Regions from separate parts of the Zea mays genome. Here all the other regions are linked to region 3. A link is a contact called in public Hi-C data. All regions are on one chromosome and are shown on one strand. The core of a region is the stretch at or near the end of the contact, and the rest is flanking DNA. Distances in the headings are between cores, read along the strand shown.

Region 1 (2,812 bases), core at 36-2,535, 290 kb before region 3:
TGGTGTCTCTCCACTGTACATGCCCTTATATGTCGTCATCATGACACATATCTAGTCAACACAGAAATAAAGAGTCATGAAAACACACGATTACATAAATTTCATAAGTAAAATTCAAGATTTCACAGGCATTTCGCTAATTCTTCGATTTTAAAACAACTCGAAAGTGGAGAAGAAAAAAGACAGCACTTCAACCCGAAGGCAATATTTTTATGCGAAAAAGGATTTCCTAAAAGAACTCCATATATATACAGATATAGCCCCTTCAATCGTGAGTATTGAACGCGTGACGAAATATAGCACTTCACCAAACACAATAACCTTTATGGATTAGAAAAAAAATGCAGTACACGTAGCTTGGAAACGACATTCCACCATCCTACTCACAACAAATCAGCCGAAATAGTAAAAAGCAGAGCGGAACCAACGCGCAGATTGTTACGCAAAGGCAGCATTTCGTCGCCAAAACGGTGTGTGCGGTAAAGACGAGCAAACTCTCTACAGTGCAGAACCTAGCCCCATTAAACCCATTATCTCTAAAATCGCCAGAAAAATAAGGCCTCGCCTAAAAGCGGAGCAGAATTCTTGGCCCGAACAATGGGCCTCAGGCAACAGTGGCACAATGGCTGGGAAGAAGAAGAAAAAAAACGAAATCCTGAAACGGGAGCAGAGTTCGTACCTTGAGCTCCCACTTGGTGACGCGATCTCCTCCACCAGAGACTCTGCACCAGAAAGCATGTCCTCGTACGGCACCGCAAACTCCCCGAAGTCGAAGCGGCCGAAGATCTCGCCGTACCCGCCGGCGCCGACTCCGCTGGCAACGGCGGGCGGCAGGTCGAGGTAGGGGATGGAGCAGGAGGCCGCGACTCCGCCGAACACCTCGGCGTAGTCCGCCGGCGCAGTCCCCGCCCCCGCGGCGAACGCCGCAGGAGGCGGCGCGAACCGCGGGGGCCCGCCGAAGACGTCGCCGTAGGAGGACGCCGCCTGCGCCGCCAGCGCGGCCGCGGCGGCGTCCGACGCCTTCCGCCGGTGCCGCCGCTCCCGGTGGGGCCGGCGCGGTGGCGGCGCCGTGGCGAGGGGGTCCTCCATGGCCGGCGGCGCCGCCGTCTTCGGGGACTGACAGCAGGGGACGACGGAAGGCTAGGCAAGCGAAGCAGGGGTGAGGACGAGGAGCGGAGGGCTGTGAGAGTGAGACCCACCGCCACCGGCTTTGGCGATTCAAATAGGTTTGGTTCGATGGAGCCCGGGGGTTTGGCTTGGGGAATGAGAAGGAAGGACGACTGGTGTGGTGAATCGAGTGGTAGGTGGAGCCGCGTGCAGGTGGCGTTTTTTATTTGGGTCGACGTGGTGGGGCCAGGGGGGTCGGTCGTCCAGTCACCTCTGTCCTTCTCGCCGTCCGCGCGGTGTCAGAATCGCTTGTCCGCCGGCGACTTGCGGTCACCGAGGCGAGGGTACTCCTCCTAAACAGTAACGCTTGTGTAAATTCCCAAAACCCCAGATTATTAGCGACAAGTACATGCAAACAACAATACTAGTACATACGTATCCTACTACACTATCTTTGGACGCACACTACACAGGCCGCCGGACAACGGGTCTTTTCGGTAAGGAGAGCACCCGTGCGAGTGCGATGCCGATGCGATTCGGATGGCTCCCGTCCCGTCCTGCACGGTAATTTGCCGCAACAGACAAACCCATAACGTGTGTGTGACACGGGCACATGGTGCGCCACTGCATGCCGCGTACGTGGACCGCGCAGCAGCAGCCGGCAGTTTTTTCTTCTTCCTATGCCGCCGACCGCGGCCAATGCGAGCCCTGAAACGTGTTGTGTGTTGGTACTTGGTGGTGATAATCTTTCCCACGCGCGGGCGTCGACATGCGCGGGTTTCATAGCCGTTGGATGCAGGCACGGATTTAAAATTTTATTCGTAGATAGTACATGAGGTTCAGATATTCATAAATTTATTCATTCATAGCATAGGTATCAAATTGACGGGTATCTGCAATTTAAAAAATATATATGAAGAATATACGTCACCTACGTTATATATATATATATATATATATATATATATATATATATATATATATATATATATATATATATATATATATATATATGGTAGGTATAACGGGAGCCCTGGGCTTCCAATAGTTAAAGGAAGCCCAGGCCGACCACCCCTGCAAACTGGTTCAACCAGCGCGCCCAAACAGGCTGTCGGGTGCGCCACCTGCCCCACGTCTGTTAGCGCAAAAAAAGGAATGCATGCATGAGTCAAACACGATCCAATGCATGCGCATAAATTTAGGAAAGATATGTGCGGCGGTTTCTGTTTTTAAAATCCTTTATTTCCTCCATAAATTTAGGATCGCTGCAACAGCCATGCAGCTAGACGCGCAAGGACCATTTTATGATATATACTGAGACTAAATATGCTACAATGTGTTAATAATTATGCAATTCGATATACTGCGTAAAAATCTGTTACCAGCTGCATGCACACGAATTTATGATAAAAATAATGTGCAATGAAAGGAAATGAATTACACGCATAGAAACAAAAAATCGTATTTAATGTTTTATTTCCTTCATAAATATAAGATCCCTCCAACAGCCATGCAGTTAAAACACATTAAATCTAGTTTATGATATATACTGATACAAATTATACTACATGGTGTAGGTATTTATGCAATTCGTTACACTGCGTAAAAAATCTGGCATGTTGTTCACTGGTGGACGCACCTCCGGGTTGGAGCGTAACAACCTTAAGTTTTGAGCATAAAATCCCTCAATTATAAGCGTATATAC
Region 2 (2,731 bases), core at 203-2,702, 460 kb after region 3:
CTTTTGTGCGCACTTTGTCCTCACTCATGCACACCCGAGAAAACTTCTCATTCGGACACTCATCCCAAATTGCTCTAAACCAAGCACGCTTAACTTGGTGGTTTTTTCGAGATAGGCTTCCGAAAAAGAAAATGCACCTTGTTGATATGAGTACTCTACTAATTCTATTAAGCCTTTAGACAGAATATCACCATCCCCAAGGCCAGGATATCACATTTGCTGCGAAGAAGACGACCATCTGTGCCATCGCGGACGATTTAGGATGGCTACAAGGAAGATTTCTCCCTCACTAGGTCAACAAGATAGGCCTAAAAAATTAGTAGGGCAGAGATAGGGAAGAAACTATGTCCGTAAAGTTTTGTTGGGGATCGGATAAAAAACTCTAATGTGTATTTGTGTAATTTATGATTTGAGAGAGTATATTATTATTATTATTATTAAGTTAAAGTAATTGTGACTTGTGAGTTTTGATTTGTATTATAAGGTTGTTACTTGTTTTAGATTTATTTTTGTCTTGTGTCTTTCATAATTTATATATTTATAATTGTTATCTTGTCGTGAATATTTTTTATTATAGTATTTTCTAAGAGGCCCCGAAATAGGGAACAAGGATCCACGAGGGTGGAGATGGAGATAAGTTTGTGCTCGTTAAGTTAAACGAGGTAGAGACAGAATAAATTTTGGGGAACGAGACGATCTCTTCTGCCCTGTTGCCATCCCTTGTGTTTGGTTGTAGGCTAGTTGAAGGTAGTCGTAGATTGCTACGTTCTCCGACGTCAACTCTCGTCCGTCCAATTTTAACAAACACGTGTGGATATTGGAATAATAATGTTCCAACTATTGACTTACATAGATCGTGCAACCACAAACACACCCCATCCCTGTTTTGGAAAGAGTACCCAATGATATGTTTTACCCTTATCAATCATCGATGAGCCTTCTCAGTTCCTTTCATCGGCTTTACAACAAAAAAAAAATGACACCACGTTTACGTAAAGTTTATTGGAGCCAGCCGACTCGGCGGCCAATCTACAGCTGACCGGATTAACAATAACAGTCGCTTGTTTCTCAAGCAAGCAAGCACGATCTCGGCAAATCCCACGGACAGAGGACCTTTCGAGAGATCTCCCAAAATCATGTGTAAACCCAGGAAAAAGTAGCAAGAACTCGGTACACGCACACGGAACGCAACCAGCGGGCAGCCTAGCGCAAGAGATAAACGAACCCCGCGTCCGCGTGCATCACGACTGACGTGTAGCGCACCCGAGCCACGAGGGCGTGCGCGTTTCTCCCAAATTCCCCAGCCCAAGCTAAAAAACAGAGCAGACGCCAGACGCCAGACGCCCCAGACGCCAGACGCCAGACGGGCGCCGCGAGTCAGAGCCCTTCTAGAAGGTCGCCTCGCTACCCGGTTCCCCTATATAAACGCCGTTCCCATCTCGCTAACCGACTAGCAGTTGTTCCCCTTTTCCCTCCCCACGCCGAACGCACCCGATCGCAAACAAAGCGAGCAGCAGAAACATGCGAGACATGCCGGTTGTCCGCCGCCAGGAACCCACCGTCGTCAGGACGGAGGACGACGTGGTTTCCGGCGGTGAGGACTCGGACGGCGAGTTCGAGTTCCCCTCCGTGAGCCGGGAGTCCGCGGCGGGCGTTGGCGGCGCCGCGTCTGCCGACGAGCTCTTCGCGGGCGGCCACGCCCGGGCGTTCTACCCGGTGTTTGGCCGAGTGCTGGACGAGGCCGCAGCGCCGGCACCGAGGGCGCCACTAGGGCGGCTGTTCCAGCTGGAGCAGGCGCGGACCTCGTCCGTCGCGTCCACGTCCTCCTCCTCCTCATCATCATCGGCGTCGACGGCGGCGGGCACGGGCGCGGACCTCGACGGCGTCGGCGCGTCGCCGGACAGCTACTGCGTCTGGACGCCCGGGTCGTCGCCGGCGTCCTCGCCCTCGCGGCCGCCGCGGAAGAGCGGGTCCACGGGCTCCATCGCGCGGTGGCGCCGCATCGGTGAGCTCGTCGTCGGCCGCAGCCGCAGCGACGGCAAGGACAAGTTCCTCTTCCTCTCGGCGCCGCCGTCCCCGGCCAGGGACAGGGAGCACGCCCCCGCCTCCAAGGCCAAGGCCAAGCTGCCGCCCAAAGGAAGCAAAGCCGCCGCAACCGAGCTAGACACGGTCTCCGCGGGCCGCCGGTTGTCATATGGCGGCGGCGGCGCCAAGGCCTCCACCGGCGGCCGGCGCACGTTCCTGCCGTACCGGCAGGACCTCGTGGGGCTGTTCGCCAGCGTGCACGGGCTCAGCAGGAGCCCACACCCGTTGTGAGCCGGTGAGCCACGACCACGACGCGCCGTGGAGGACCCGTTCCAAACAGTGAGACTTCAGGTTTGAAATCGGGATTTGAAATTTCAGACATTTGACTTGGAGATCTCCTGCGAGCCGAGTCAAAAAGACAAGGTGTGAAGTCAGAGAAAGCAGGGGAAATGTGAGCCTTCCTTTCAGGATTCGGCTCGGAATCGTGCTCTGCAGTCGGTGGCTAACCACCTGCCATGCGATTTGTGTAGGCGGGTACACATATACTACGACAAATTGGACAAGAAGTTTACATGTGATTGTTCGTATATGTTGGTATATATGTAGCTGTGTACATACTGTACATTGTATAGTATTGCAATTTAGGTATACAGGAGTAGGTGTTTGCGAGGAATTCAGAATTCCTCGTTTGCATTCTACAGTTTCG
Region 3 (2,891 bases), core at 329-2,828:
AAGCCATACAATTCCCAACCTCGACCATCTCCGGCGCAGCAGCCGTGACGAATGGAGCCAGAACACGGCGCTGGGCGCATGACCGGCCGCAGCCGGGACGGACGGTGGCGGAGGCTCGAGATGAGATGGAGAGATTGCAGGCGGATGGGTCATTGGATGATTCGATGGGGACTGGACTGCGTGGGGCCCCGGCGGGGTAGTCCGGTTGCGGCAGTTGGGTCCGCCGGCCGAGGTGCGGACAAGTACGACGCTTCCGCCCGTGACCGTTGCCATGTGACTGACTCACTCACCCCGCGGGACGGGAGGGAGAGAGCATGCACACATGCATGCGTGATGCCATTGCCCTGCCCTCCCCAGCATCTACGGCCGCCCAGCGCCTGGACGCTTGCTCGCTTTGGGCAAAATGACTGTCTGCCACTGCCAGGTCTGCCTGACGGGAACGCATGCATGCGGCCATGCCGCTGCCGCCGTCGTGCGTGCGGTCATTCCTGGCCACGTACGGTACGGGTATGCCTGGCTTGCCGCGGGCACTCCACCTCCACGCCCCGTCATTTCTTTCTAGCCTCACAACTCACATGTCACACATATATAACTCCGTCTGCTGCACTGCATCAATGCAAGGCTCATTGAGTCATGAACTCTTGGGCGGGCACGGAATAATCGGTCCCACATGCCTGACTTCATTTGGTTCCTTCAACCAAATTGCGAGCAGCTGGGGGGGCTGTACTCTGAATAGCAGGTGTAATCAGATTATGTTGTTCTGCCAAAAAAGAAAAATCAAAACCATAAAGATTCTTCATTGCTCGTAAACCAATCCATATTCCGTAACCTTTAAACTGCCATTAAAAATAAAGATCAATGCTACCTTAACAGGAATAGGGATGAAAGTGGTAATCCGAACTGTTAGAACAAATTTAATATTTTAAAATAGATATGTATAAAATTTGATGTTGATCTTTTCTTATGTTATCAAGCACATTAGTACAAATATGAATAAAATATTATATAAATTGTTTTATGTATTATTTGCTCCCTACAACACAAAAAGTTGAAAAATTTACCGAATTTGTTTCCGAATCCATACCGAAGTTTATATCTATTATTTGAGAAAATATATGATGAATTTGAGGTTTACCTTTTATGAATCTTAACAAGCTGGATGTTAAAAACAAGACTACAAATTTGTATTGTATATTCTATATCACAATCAAAGAAAAACGACTAAAAAACTAATTACCGAATAAATACCGTTTCCGACCGTTTTCATCCCTAAACAGGAATGGAATTAAAACCAATCACGCCGGGGCTAATCCCTCAAACACGGAGAAACGCCACCGGCTGATTCTCGTGTAATAGCGCAAGCGCAACAAAGGAAGTAGATGTAGTAAGATCGATTACACGTGTCTCCCTTGCGTGCACGAGAGCTGGGGCCCACATATCCTCCCAATCATTTCCCGTTTCATTTTAATTCCACCTTAAAATCCTGACAAAACAGGAGGACCATGGCCGGCTCCCGGTGTTTGCTATTTAAACCCCCTTTCTCTCTTCCCTTCCCCTCCCCGCAACCACAGGCCTCCCGCGCTCTATTCTCTCTATCTACCACTACTACTACCCAGCAGCAGCAGGCCAGCACACAATACACACACTCTAATCTCTCCACACAGCCAACACAGATACGGACAGGACAGGAGGATGAAGCTGGGAGCAAAAGGCCTCGGCCTCCTGCTCCTCCTTGTCCTGCTTGCGCTTTGCTCCACCATTGAAGTCGGCGAGGCAAGAAGAGACCGGCATTGGAGGTCGTCGAGGACCTCCTCCTCTCAGCTGCTGAAGAAAGGCAAAGGAAAGAAGACCAGCTCCCGCCGCCAATACGGCAGCAACCGGCCAAGTCCGAAGCCACCGGCCAGCTCGACACCGAGCTCTGGTGCCGGCGGCAAAGGAAACCAGACTCCGTACCAACCAAGCCCGAATGCCCCTCACATCCCGAGGCCAAGCCCCCCTGCCAATGGCAGCGCCCATTCCACTCCCAAGCCGCCGACTCCTCCAAGCTGCGGGAAGGCTCATCAGCAGCCATCACAGTCACAGCCGCCACCACCAGCAACCTCCTCGCAGCATGGTGCAGTATTCAATGTGGTTGATTTTGGAGCCAAGGGTGACGGAGTTACAGACGATACTAAGGTCCGATAGCTTCGCTGCTCTTTTTTTCAAACAAAATTCCATTATAAATTTGCCAAGCGTCATGCGTTGTCTGATCCAGAAATCTCGAATTGCAATTCCTTCCGTGGGTTTGCGCTTCAGATGCTCTGTTTTTTCGCCCTGATCTTTACATGACTTGCATGAGGACTCAGTGATGTCGATCACCGTGGCATCTTGAGATTCGAATTTGTCGTGCATATTTTCTTTTTGGAATGCTTAGAAATCGGAAATTAGCAATAAATGCTAACCTGAATTCATTTGCCAGAACCACCACAGCTTATGATGGTGAGCATTTCAATGTGCCTATGCCCATACCTGTTTTACTCTCTCACTGTCTCACATGATTTGCAGTACAGAGCCTGAAAAGTTGTCACCAGCGCCATATGTTTGCATGTGTTTCCATCTGCTCCCTGCTTTGGCTTCTTCTTTCCTTCTCACATGATTGTTGCACATAGCGGCATAAACAGATCCATTTACATATCTAGCTGGCCAGGTTTATTTTATTTATTTATTTTGTAAATCAGGAAGAGAACAAAGTACACCAACCAAGTCAGGATACACAAACACAAATGCATAATCTTTTCCATAGCTCTTGCAAGATGTTTCTTTCAGAAATCTAGAGCCAATAATTGTACGTCCATTTTGCATACAGGCTTTTCAAGGAGCGTGGGCTGCTGCCTGCACCCAGGGGGCATCTA

The links. A called contact is a pair of places that touch in the nucleus more often than the background predicts.
Region 1: a Hi-C map of leaf shows a contact between it and region 3, with 4 times the contacts expected there. The contact joins the promoter of LOC103651457 here to the promoter of LOC100284545 in region 3. A contact is called at or near these places in 2 of 25 Hi-C or Micro-C datasets (leaf and tassel).
Region 2: a Hi-C map of tassel shows a contact between it and region 3, with 4 times the contacts expected there. The contact joins the promoter of LOC100276388 here to the promoter of LOC100284545 in region 3. A contact is called at or near these places in 2 of 25 Hi-C or Micro-C datasets (endosperm and tassel).

Annotation. Positions count from the first base shown.
Region 1 is chr3:221,741,167-221,743,978 of Zm-B73-REFERENCE-NAM-5.0, reverse strand. LOC103651457 reads right to left here and starts at 1,285. Exons shown (of 8, transcript XM_008677089.3): 1 at 680-1,285. The coding sequence starts at 1,089.
Region 2 is chr3:220,999,379-221,002,109 of Zm-B73-REFERENCE-NAM-5.0, reverse strand. It overlaps LOC100276388, which reads left to right and starts at 1,452. Exons shown (of 1, transcript NM_001150193.2): 1 at 1,452-2,731. The coding sequence starts at 1,522. The coding sequence ends at 2,316.
Region 3 is chr3:221,455,950-221,458,840 of Zm-B73-REFERENCE-NAM-5.0, reverse strand. It overlaps LOC100284545 (polygalacturonase), which reads left to right and starts at 1,578. Exons shown (of 7, transcript NM_001367194.1): 1 at 1,578-2,175; 2 at 2,846-2,891. The coding sequence starts at 1,693.